Linked DNA regions of Gossypium arboreum: region 1 is linked to region 2. A link is a contact called in public Hi-C data. All regions are on one chromosome and are shown on one strand. The core of a region is the stretch at or near the end of the contact, and the rest is flanking DNA. Distances in the headings are between cores, read along the strand shown. Region 1 holds the start of LOC108461793. Region 2 holds the start of LOC108463928 (pre-mRNA-splicing factor ATP-dependent RNA helicase DEAH7).

Region 1 (6,416 bases), core at 1,652-4,151, 370 kb after region 2:
TGAAATAAATGGTTAGACTAAAGTACTCAACAAATGTTTGGAAAGCTACCTTTAACGCATGATAGGAGAACACCTTAAGGACTAATGTTGTTGTCTGTCTTTGGCTGAGTGGAGGTATAATTCCACCTTTCACTCAGCTATACAGATGACACTATATGAGGCTTTGTATAGCCAGCCCCCACCTCAACACTTGCCTTACTTGGTAGGCTCTTCCACTGTTGAGTATGTTGATCGCAGTCTGCAATAGCTTGAAGCGGATAGGAAACTTCTTTAATTCCACCTCAAAAGGGTACAAGACCGAATGAAGCACTTTGTTAACTATATGAGGAGTGACCGCACCTTTCAAGTTGGTGACCTTGTTTACCTTAAACTTCAACCTTATAGATAACACTCTATTAGGAAAATATTGAACTAAAAACTCTCTCCTAAGTTTTTTGGCCCTTTTGCTGTGAAGGCCAAAGTTGGGGAAGTGGCCTATAAGCTCAAGTTGCCTTTTGGTTCTCGAATACATCCCACATTCCATGTGTCTTAACTCAAACGCCATGTGGAAAAGCAACTAGTTCAATCGACCTTACACCTAGTAGCCTTTAATAGAGTTATGCTCAAGGAACCGAGCCATATACTTGATTGACACATGGTTAAGAGAAGCAATTAGGTTGTCACAAAAGTGCTGGTCGAATGGGCTAACACCTTCCTTGATAATGCTACCTAGGAGGTTCTTCATGAGCTACAATAACGATTTTCCACTTTTGATCCTTGAGGACAATGAACCACTCGACCAGGGAGACTACTTTTATTTTTGTTAATTCAGTTGTTTAAACACAACGTTTAGAATCTAGTATTAAGTGAAACAATTAGTTTCATTTTAAAGGTCAAAACGGTGCGTTGAAACTAGGTTATGGGGTGTTTGCCGTTTAATTAAAACTGTGCGTTTTGAGTCTCAACTGTCATTGTAACAGCCATAATTGATTTTCAATTTCCCTATAACGTCTTCCTTGGCTTTTTAGCATAGAGAACAGCCAGGAAGAACTTAGTCAATTTGTTAGTAAATGAAATTCTGGTCTCTCTTCTTCTCTTCTATTCTTTGTTTCTCTCTTCTCAACTCATCCCTTTAGATTTATGGGAATCAATCATATCAAATTCTACTTATGAACCCATTGTTTCCCTTTTGATTCAACGATTCTAGGGCATTCATAATGGCTCTTTTAGATTCACAATCCGAGTGCTCTTATTGCTTCATTAATGACTTATTATTATTTTTCACCATCGAGTTATTATTAAAAATGTTCCCTAATGTTACCATCAAGACCCATATGCAAGTCCTCGACTCTTACCCCATCAAAAGCTGTAATATTTTTTTCGATTCATAAGCAAGATGCTTTAAAGAAGAGAAAAAACTATTCAAGAAAAAAGTTCCATCGATTGAAACTCCCATCGCTTGAATAGAACAGGAAGTAGAAAGCCCAAAAAAAATCAGGGGAGGAAGAAACTGCTGGAACCACTATCGGAGAAGGTGACCGGAAGAGTGGCGGCGACAAATTGACGTAACAAACTCTAGAAGGATGAAGAGAGATTTGGGGGGTTATCCCTTGAGGAGAGAATTTTTTTAATTTTTTTTGTGAAAAAAGAATTTGGGTTTTTTAAGTTGAGGTCCTTAGCATATTTTGAAATTAATTTTTTTTGACAAAAATGACACGTAGCACCTTACAATTGTGTAACATGTCTTGACAAGTCAAAATTTAACATCGTTAGATGGAGGTGCCAGATTAATAAATAGAAATTAATGTAAAAATATCACATTAAAATATTTTGAAAGTAAAGATATCACGTTTATAAATTTGATAAAGTATAGGGGTGAATTTTGCTATTAACACTTAAAGAAAGCATGCAAGTAAGTAATTAGGCTTCCTTCTAATGAAAATGTTTGAGACTAGTATAGTTTTAGTTAATTCGTGATATTAATGGTGCATTTAGTAAATTATCTAAATTTAATAAGTTATTTTTATACAATAATAATACTTTAATTTTAATTTTAGAATATGTGTTTTATTTTTAAAATATATTTATATGTTATTTTATTAATCTTATTTAAACAATTTGAAATTTTTATTGACGAGAGATGAGTTTTTATACATTTTGACTTACACAATTATAAGTTTTGATTTAATCTGCTCTTTTTGACACAATATTTTATACTACTCATAACGCATTTTAATCTATAAATAGAGAGATAATGCGCTTCAGCGCACTCAAACCTACATCTTCTTGTATTGACAATAATATCAGTGCCAATTGAGATAAAACTCAATCGACCCATAAACCTCTTTCAACCTATAAATAGTAGGATAATACGCTTCAGCTCACTCAAAATCACGTGCTCGTGTATTGAGAGCAATGTTCATACCAATTTCAAAATTCAATTGACTATTGTTCAATAGCTTTTTGGACTAATATATTACACACAATTATTTAGTTTTAAGTTTTGTTACTGGCTTAAAGAATATTATTGGTAAATTTTTTATAATAATTAATATTAATTTTAAAGTTTAAAATTATGCGGGTATTATTTAAAAAGAAAAATTATGATATAATTACATTAAACATTTCTAAACAATTATTTTTTAATTATGAAAGATGCAATTACTTAAATTTATTTTATGGAGTTCAAACAATCACTGATGTCAATATATATATATTTATACTTGAATTATTGGTATTTTCACTGTTTTGAGAATAGGATCGAACGTTGGTTTAGAATAAGAGATTAAATAGATTGATTTTGTGAATCAATTACATTGATAATTATATTAAATTTTTTTATTTTTATAATTTTTAAATGATTTATTTAATTAAATCGGATGGGTAAAAAAAAAAACTGATGGTTTACTCAATTTCACCATCAGCTGGGTTCTAAAGATCTTACGGATATTACCCCTAGACTGATCCATTTTGTAGTTATTATCCTTCCCTTTCTCCACGGCCTCCCCCGACTACTGAACTGAAACAAAAACAAGTCTGAGGCTCACAGAAGTAACAATGTCAGCTTTGAGGTTTAGCTCACGCTTTAACCCAATGTTATCAAACACAATCCTTGTTCAAACCAAATCATTATTATTCAGTTTCTCTTCCTTCTCCTCATCAGTCAGAAAACCCTGTAAGACTCTTTGTTGCTCTACCAATTCCCTTCTTCATACCAATGGAGGCACCTCAAACAGCTCTCCACTTTCTGGTATTTACTATTACTATTGTTGATATTCGCTGCTTTTTGGATGTGAAATTTAAATAAAAGGACTTATCTTTCGTGATACAATTTCAGGGTTAGAGGATGAGTTGGTTGGTTATATTTTTGGGAAGAAGAAAGCAACAGAAGTGGCTCATTTGTAGGTACTTAACTTCCCTTTTTTGTTTTCTTTCTCTATCTCTCTGATTTCTTTTAATTTTTTAATGTAATGTTTAAAACTGTACTCTATCTGCTAGTATATAGTCCGTGGTTAATCGGGACTGTTGGACCTTTTAGGTTTCCTAGAACATTATTGTAAATTCGATGTCTCTGTTATAAATGTTGGTGGTTTACATGCTGGGAAACTGTGTAAACTGAAGCAGCTTCTTGTTCTTGATGTTATATTGAACGTTGTTTAATAAGATATGATAGTAATAAAGGTATGGCCAGAATTTAGTGATACTATATCAAGAAGTGCGAATGGGAATTCAGTGCTCGTGGGGTATAAATGTTGAAATTGATAAAAAAAGAAATTTATATGGTGTCAATAGGAATTTGATGTTCTTCCTGAAATCTATCTTTTTGTTCTTCAGCATCCTTTCTTCCAATTTTTCCCCTTCAAGTTTGCACTGATTTTGAACTGCATGATCTAATTTTGCTTGGACCTGAGAAGCCTGTTTCTGATACAAGCCCTCTTGTGCTATTTCCTTAACAATTAAGTTTTGGTCTTTGTTGTTTATACCAAGGATGCTAATTTTTTTTATATATCATGAAATCTTGCATGGTAAATTTCCATATACTTCTCAGCAATGGTGCTCAACTTCGTATACATATTTCTTTTAAATAATGTTATTTCCATTACTGGCCAGGGTTTGGAGGCATGTCCTGCATAAAGGGGATATTGTCATAGATGCCACATGTGGGAATGGTTATGATACCGTAGCAATGCTTAAAATGGTTGCTGATGAATCTGGTCATGGTCGTGTTTATGGAATTGACATTCAAACAGAGGCTTTAGAGAATACTTCTTCCTTACTGGATGAAACTGTCACTCAGAAAGAGGTTCTTCTTGTTTTCTTTTCAACATTGTCTTCTTTATCATAAAAGGTTCAAAGAGATAGTAAATTTTAATTACTGCAAGGATAACCTACCCAGAGTTTACACTACGTTTGAAATTTTAACCTTAAGATTCAGAATGCCTAGTTGTTGGTGTAAAAGTTAAACTTATAGTTCTATGTTTTTGAACCAGCATGCTGCTTAACTCAATAATAATAGCCATTACAGACTATTATTCAGCAATTCAAGGTCATTTGACTTGTCTTGTCATTTGAGATTTACTGTGTAGTTACCTTTATTGGTCTTCTTGATAGAACATATGTTTGATTATTATGCTTGTAAAGTTACCTGTGTTACATGTAATTTCTAATAAATTTCTAACTCATGCAGAAAGAACTAGTCAAGCTCTTCCCCATTTGCCATAGTAGAATGGATGAAGTGCTTCCTGAAAATACTGCCGTTAGGTACACATTAGTGCTCAAGTTTCTCTCTCTCTCTCTCTCACAGGCACACACACACACACATATCTAATTATATGAAAAATGTGGATTTATTGGATATTGATGCTGCTGAATATTGTACTGCATTTTCTTTTTGCATATAGATAAATTTCCTCGAATTTTCAAAATGGAGAAAAAATAGACAAACAGACCTTGCTCCTTTAGTTTTGTTTTTGAAGCAATTTTGGTACTTTCGTCCTCTCCATCCCTCGGCCTTGGCTTCTGATCCAAGAAGGATAATTCACTTTGTTTCTCATGATAATATGTATTGTTTTCATTGGGAAGTTTATTCTGCTATTTCCCTCAGAAGTAATAAATAAATAAATAGCCAAACCAACCAATACAAGTAATAAGCGTATTAGTAATTTTGTCAAATCATGGTACCATTTTAGTATTTGTTTTTGTCTCATCTCAAAGCTATCAAAAATTCTACATCCATTGAGCACCCCTGCGCCTTTATGTCTTGAAAACTTTAGGTGTATATGAACAACAATGTGCAACAAAGTTACTTGCTCAATATCTCTAAAAAGGAACTCTCCAAAAGTATTTGTTTCTTGTGATATTTTGTCAGTTTCCTTTTCTTCTTTCTTGACCACTAGTTACAACTTACAATATGGGTATAATTACTATTAGCATCCTTTAAATCTAGAAGTGATGTTCTGCTCCTACAGAACTAACTTTATAAAATATTAATAGATGTCTATTGTTACCTTATTGTTTGTTTGGCTTCACTGCTTGTTGATGCCTTAATAAGGCAAAATAAGAAGTTTCCATTTTAGTGTATAGTTGGAAATGCTTGCAAGGTCAAATTATGATGCTTCTATATCGTAAACTCTGAACTATTAACTTTTCATGGTTAAAGGGATAGATACAGGACAAATATAACTAATCATCTAATACATAACCTTGTTATCTTGTACTCCACGTGTAGAGAATTGTAATATCCATGTATTTCTATTATTTGGTGACTGTAATTCCATTCTTTTCCATGTTGCTTTATTATAATTTTTTTTTTCTAAAGTTTCAAATTTTAACTCAAAATGAAAAAGGTGTAGAACCTATTTTGTTTGAAAAAAAAGAGTTTCATCAGTAAATGTGGCAAAATCTGCACCGCCAAATTATAATTCATCAGAACACTTATTAACAGCATTGTGTATTCATAACCACATTGATGTTTCAGGGGCACTGGAGGATTATTTGCCTAACATTAGTCTTAATTATTGATTTGCTATTAATAAACAATGATTTGAATAAATTATACTCTTTTTATGTCTCTTGTATGTGCCAATTCCAGACTATACAGGAATAATACCCTTTGAACTTCATTGAAACTGAAGATAAGTCGTCGATCTTTTATTGCTTGGGATTAAGAATATGAACTTCAATTTTATTATAATTAGAACCTTGATGCCATAAACTATTCAATCTTTTGTTAAATTGGATGATTTATGACAAATATTTGAAAGAATATTATTCTAAGAATTTGAGCAATTGGACTTTATGAATGTAGTTCTAAGATATAATAATTGCAATGAAATCTTAATTTCACGCAGTAAAAGATTGAGTGCATATTGTTATTTTTGACTAAAATTTAGAGTTTGTTTGAGCATTATTCCTTCTGTTTATGAGAATATACAAAA
Region 2 (6,526 bases), core at 1,347-3,846:
ATCCAGAATGAGTATATTTTTAAGATAAACAAACAAGAACATCATTCGAATTCCGTATGAAGAGATAATTAATTTTTAATGAAGAAGGGTCAAAACTGTCAGACAACAGAACAGGGGTGACTTTAAAGAATAAAATGTACTTATTAGCTAAACCAAAATTCTAAAAATTTTATGGTAAGAAGATATGTGAGTCTAGTTGCAGGAAAAATTAGCGGATCCTAATTTGGAGTTTTGTAGCTCAAGATAAAAATAATTTAGTGACTATGACTCAAGTAGACAGCTTTGAATGAACTATAAATAATAGTGGAATTATAGAGAATGTTGCATATGAACATGAAATGTATTAAATTGATAATTAAATTTATTTATTTAGATCCAGAAGATTCAAATACGAAGCTAGATCGAGGAAAAGAAAAAGTTTGGGATCAGTAGATTTGTGTATATGAACAAGTATCGAGGTAAGTTCATGTAACTTGAATTATATTCTTAAATACTTGAAATGTATGTTATTGATGAATATAATTTGAATGTTCATTGTATGAAAATTGATGAAACATTGATATATTTGATAAAAAGGGGAAGAAATCCCGGTTGAATGAAAGGAAAATTCGATGGATCTCTAAAAAGGAATTGACGGTAAAAAGGATCTAGCGGACGGGTGATCCTATCTGATATAGCCCTCCAGAAGAATATGTGTAAAATGGATTTAGCCGGACGGTAATCCAATTAGGTCTCAATTTAGCCTAGACTGGTAATTCAGATCCAAGCTCATTAGAGTAATTGTCGTTGTAGGGGATTTAGCCTGGACTAGTAATTCCGACAATACTCTATGAGTTTATATTATAAGAGATTTAGCCTGGATTGGTAATCCCACTGTAAGGATGAGGTTTGCGGAAGTGTGCTCTCTGAAATGGAAATGTGCTCACATGTATATGAATTGACGGACCCGGAAATGTACACTAAAAGTGTACCTCTGAAAATCCATCGAAAATTCCAAGAACTTCAACGGGATAAATATGGAAAAATAATAAGGGAATGGAAATCATGGTATTGATGAGCTCATCAATCATGGTATATATATTATTGACACATGGAAATCATTGTACTAACTTGAATGTTGAGTTTGTGCATGTTAGGGTAATAATGCATTGAATGGATATATGAATGTTTATTTCACTGTATTGAAAATATTAGATAAGTATAATTCTTGTTACATGAGCTTATTAAGCACAAAGTGCTTACCCTATTTCCTTTTTCCCTGTTTTGTAGTGTTAAGAGCTCGGAGGTCGGACTTGGTCGGAGATACATCACACTATCAACTTCAAGATTTTGGTATATCAAGAAACTTGATTTTGGAAATCAATGGCATGTATAAGCTAATAAAGTAAATGTTAATGTGATATGAATGTAAGGTCAGCTATTGGTATGGCTAACAAATCTTGGTTTTGGTATGTGATGAGGTTATCTTATAAAAATGCATGAATCTATCTTGAAAATATGTTGAATTGGATTGGTTGATGTGGATTAGTCTCGGTTTAATATTGCAGGGAAGGTTAAATATCTATAAAGGGGCTATATTGAGTAAAAAAATTAATTCGTAAACTCCGCCAATGCCTCATACCCTATTTCAGCAATGAATACTGGTAGGAGGTATTACATCTAGGATACCCCAGTTGTGCCAAGTTGTTCAATAGTAGTAGCATTGTTGAGTTTCCTGATCCTTTGGCTTAGGATTAGTCAGTTCTATTTCTTGCTGAGGGTGGGAAAGGGACATAACTCAGCGGTAGAGTGTCACCTTGACGTGTTGGAAGTATCAGTTCAAGCCTGAATATGCTTAAACACAATGTGAGTTTTTCTATTTTGCCTTGCCCCTCGCCGTGATCGAATAAGAATTGATTGAATAGCTCAAACTTTGCAAAAGTTTTATTACCATTAAAAATATTAGTGGGCCAAGCCAGACCAGGTTATGCCAATGCCTAATTTCAAAAACTTTTCCAACTTCAAGCTCGCTTTACTTGAATCACTCATTTCATTGTTTAAAAACAATAAAAAAATTATATTTAAATTTAATTATTAAAAATAATATCAATATAACTTGTTTACATTTTTATTATTTTAAATGGTAAAACAAGTTGAGTTGGGCTAGCCTAAGGTTAAAAAATATAAATCTAACCCTAACCCTATTTTGGGCTAGGTGGGTTCTACTACTAGTGAACATTTCTAATTATCATTTAAAGAGTAAATAATATATATTTTTCTAAATTTTGAAAATTTTATATTCTTCATGATATAAAATTTTAAAATGAATTTTAAAAGATTTTAATTTTTTAAACTTTAAATTTTTTATAATATTTATATACTTTTAAAAAATAAGGACTAAATTAGTAAAAATTATAAAACCAAATTAATAAAAATTATAAACTTTGAAGACTACAAAATTATTTTGCCATTTTTAATTGCTACGTTAATAATTTAACCGCAAAATTAGATGAAGAAATAAAGTTTTTAAATTAAAAAATAAAAATTTAATATCTCAAAACTAAAATGTAGAGACGTCCTTTTAAATTTCAAAAGAGTATAGGCACCTCTCACATATTTAAACCAAATACAAATATAGGGTACTGCATTCATTACACGGGAAGTTCTTTTTTTCAATTATTTGAAGTCTTTTCCCTTCTTCTATCATCATCTTCATCCTACCATCGTCCGTCTCCCTCTCGTCTCGGCAAATCAATTTTTTTTTTGTTCCTTTTCTTCTCTTCTCATCTCAGTTCTTCCACACCGCCGTGTCCGCTGTTTTTTTCCGGATCTGACCCGTATCCCGTGTTGGAATCCCTGTCGGATCGTGTTGGGTACTGCATCCCAAATTGCTGAGTTCGGGAAACGAAGGATATATCATTCATCTCAACCTTATTGTATAGATTAACTATGAGTAAGTTTGCTAGTAGTCTTGCCGCTTCACTTTCAAAATCTTGTTCATGTACAAGTATCAATTTAGGGTTTGGGGGTGAAATTTTTAGATGACCTGATTCTTTTGGTTTTCTTCTACTTAGCTATGTTTTCTGTGACTTTGGATAGCAATTTTTCTTTAAAGTAGTGTTTTTTGTGCTCTTATTCAGCTTTCATAGTAATAATTGCTCCTCCGTGTACGGTCTGTTCTGATGGTTTTGTTCTTGAGAGTACTTTCACCGCTCTGTTTTCTCTGATATCTTACCATGACCCATGATTCTATTCAATTCTCTCTTTGTCTAAAAAAAGAGAAAAAAAAAAGTAATGACATATTAGTTCTGTTGCCCAAATTTGCTTGGCACTTTTACATTTTAAATTATCTGAAATACCTTACCGTTTTCTTCTTCCTATGGATACCATTACAGCATGCAGTTGAATGTTTCTTTAAGGTATTTCTGCCTCCAATTCGCCTTCTGTTTGTTGATTGAATTTTTTTAAGTTATTAGGTTTGGACGTTGGTGCTAGAGAGAAGCAAGGAAATCCTAAAGTTGATGATGGATTCAAGGTTCCAAAAGAAAAAATAACCTGCATTGCGGCATCTGTTGATGTGGATGAGGGGTTTGAATCTTCTGGAGTTGAAGAAACTAGGAGTACTGTTACAAATGGCAGCCGAAGCCACACTAACAGACGCTATCGTGATAAGACAGCTAGTGAAACAACTAATTCTGGTAAGCTTTTTATTTTTATTTTGTCTTTAATAAGCTTAGTAATGGTTTTTAATTAAGAAACCGTTTTTTCTTTTTTAAATGTAAAACTTTTATAGTAAGCAGCAACATAACTAAATCATCATATGCTGATAATGAGAAGATTTATTGTTCCTATTCCCTTGGCTCCAATTTTTTTGGTTCAAAACTTGATGTTTAAGTGCATGCTTGAGTATTTGGCAATCAATCCTGTGAAATAGTTTCTAGTTAAGGTGGCATAGAAGCATATAGGCCAGGCGTAATCTGTTCTTACAATTAATGATTGTTTTTTGGTCTCTCCTCTCCACAAACTGTCTAATGTATTTGGCAGAATGAGATGATGTTATTTATGCCTATACATGCATTTCTCTCTGTGGATGGGTAACCTATATATTTGATTTGAGGCATAGTATGATGACAGCATAACTTATTGCGGAAGTTATACAGCCAAGTCGTTTGCATGCTGATGACCAGTTTTGACATTTAAGATTTAAGAATTGAGATGGATTTTCAACTCATGCTTTCTTAACCTTGTGTTTAGTGTTCGTCATTTGCCTTTAGTGTGGAAGAAAAGGTTGGGGTCTGGCGGAATTTTTTTGTTTTTTTATTTTTAGTGGGGGCAGGGGTCAAACATGGTGATTCTGATAGTATATACCTTTTTCACTAGTAATCCCTTGTTTTAACAAGCCCTGATGCCCCTTGTGTCTGGAGGACATTTTTTTCCTTTTCTTTTTTATGCTCTTGCTGTGTTTATGTTTTCCTTCTGTTATTCAATTAAATTTCTTTTGTTGCTATATTGCAGAAAGTGGAGTTACGCTAGACAGTGGAGGAAGTGATGATACATTTGGTACTCCTCACTCAAGAGAACATAGGAGTTCGGATGTAAGTGTATAACTTGCTGTCAATATCATTCTGGTATTCTTTTTGTTTTAAATATAGCTATATATTATTCTGCAAACATATCAAACCTTGTATGCATCTGATTATTCTTTCAATTGAAGGTTCCAGCTTCACCTAGTCAGAGTTCCCGTACTGTCTCTTCTAGGAGTTTAAGGTATGAGAGAGAAGATCATGGTATGGAGAGAAGAGGTTCCAGTGATGATTCTAGAAATGAGCACAGGATTGCAAGAAAAAGACACTATTATGATGATAGAAGAGACACCCATGGCCGATATGGTGAAGATTATAGAAGAAGCCGGAATAGATATGAAAGTAGGACACCTGGTATGTGATACTTCAAACTGAATGGATGCATGATTGGGTACTGTATCTCTGAACTAATATCATTTGCATTTGGATTGTCAAGTGAAACAATTATGTTTGTGCATGTTTCTGAGGCTGGGTGGTATGGAGATGATGGATTAATGTATTCAAACTTGATTACTTGGAACTAAAACATTTAGGTTTGAGGAAGTCCTTGATAGCTTATGAATTCAACATACTTCTTAGAGTTTGTGCTCTTTTAGATTCATGCTATCTTTTTGGCGTCTTTGCTAATGGGCAAGATGGTAATTGACATCTTAATCCTTTGTAGGCAGATCTGATTGGGATGATGGGAGATGGGAATGGCAAGATACCCCAAACTGGGATAGTTACTCTGGTAGTAGCAGGCGCCATCAACCTTCTCCAGCTCCAATGTTTCTTGGGGCTTCACCTGATGCTAGATTAGTTTCTCCATGGATGGGAGACCGAACTCCTCGTTCAACTGGTATGTTATTCAGTATATAAAGCCTTTCTTATTGTGGATTTTATTGATTGTTCTCGTCTTCTTTTATTTCAATATTTTGAATTAAGAGACCAAACATCTTTTATCCTCATGCTGAAATTTGGTACAGTTAGTGCTTCTCCTTGGGACCATGCGTCTCCTTCTCCAGTTGCAATACGAGCCTCTGGGGCATCTGTAAAATCTTCAAGCTCTAGATATGGTCGGACATCACACCAGCTTAGCTTTTCAAGGGAAAGTTCTCAGTCATTTGAGGTAGCATAAAGTGTTTTCCTATTTCCTTTTCCCTTCCTCTTTATTCCCCACTGTTAAATATATCTCTTTAAGTGATATTTCTGGATAGGACTGAACAGTTAGTTAATACTGGGTAATGGTAGTGATCTTTTCAGAGTTTTTATTGGAATAGTCACTTTTCCCGTCTTGATAGTAGTCCTTTTATGTTTGCCAATGTTAATATTTGGTCATAATTTGTTATGTTTATTGTATAGGATGAAGCGGATAGGAACAGTTTGGCAGAAGAACACAATTATGAGATTACAGAAAGTATGCGCTTGGAGATGGAGTATAATTCAGACCGTGCATGGTAAATTAATTCATCCTAGGTTGAACATCCTGATATCCCTTTCTTCATAGGGTATTAAAATTTATTGTACCGTAAAATGAAAATGAGAATATTAATAGTAATTCTGTAGGGTGGCTTTTGACCGGTCATTGTTGGTGATTCTGTCATCCATTCTGGGCTTTATGAGGTCTGATGAAACGTTGTCTCAACTTTCCTTGCTGGTATATCTTTTTGCAGGTATGATAGAGAAGAAGGAAACACCATGTTTGATGCCGATAGTTCATCACTTTTTCTTGGGGATGAAGCTTTATTCCAAAAGAAAGAAGCAGAGTTGGCCAAAAGATTGGTATTGCTTTCTGGCTGTATTATCAAATAATCTTTTATGTCCAGTATATGTGTCATGTTTCACGTTGTGTCATCTATGGTAAAATGCTGGATGCCTGATTTTACAGCTGCTGTTTGTATGTAAATATGATTTAGCTATTACATTAAAATAAATAAAGACCTTAATGACTATATTTGAAGATACTGATTAAAAATTGTTATGAT

The links. Hi-C and Micro-C count contacts between places; a contact is called where the count stands out from the background.
Region 1: a contact with region 2 is called in a Hi-C map of leaf, with 2.9 times the contacts expected there. The contact joins the promoter of LOC108461793 here to the promoter of LOC108463928 in region 2. A contact is called at or near these places in 2 of 5 Hi-C or Micro-C datasets (both in leaf).

Annotation. Positions count from the first base shown.
Region 1 is chr13:105,197,478-105,203,893 of ASM2569848v2, forward strand. It overlaps LOC108461793, which reads left to right and starts at 2,902. Exons shown (of 6, transcript XM_017761725.2): 1 at 2,902-3,229; 2 at 3,317-3,380; 3 at 4,090-4,282; 4 at 4,667-4,740. The coding sequence starts at 3,037.
Region 2 is chr13:104,826,482-104,833,007 of ASM2569848v2, forward strand. It overlaps LOC108463928 (pre-mRNA-splicing factor ATP-dependent RNA helicase DEAH7), which reads left to right and starts at 2,597. Exons shown (of 15, transcript XM_053023759.1): 1 at 2,597-2,932; 2 at 3,449-3,677; 3 at 4,495-4,574; 4 at 4,694-4,916; 5 at 5,227-5,400; 6 at 5,528-5,670; 7 at 5,904-5,998; 8 at 6,215-6,323. The coding sequence starts at 4,769.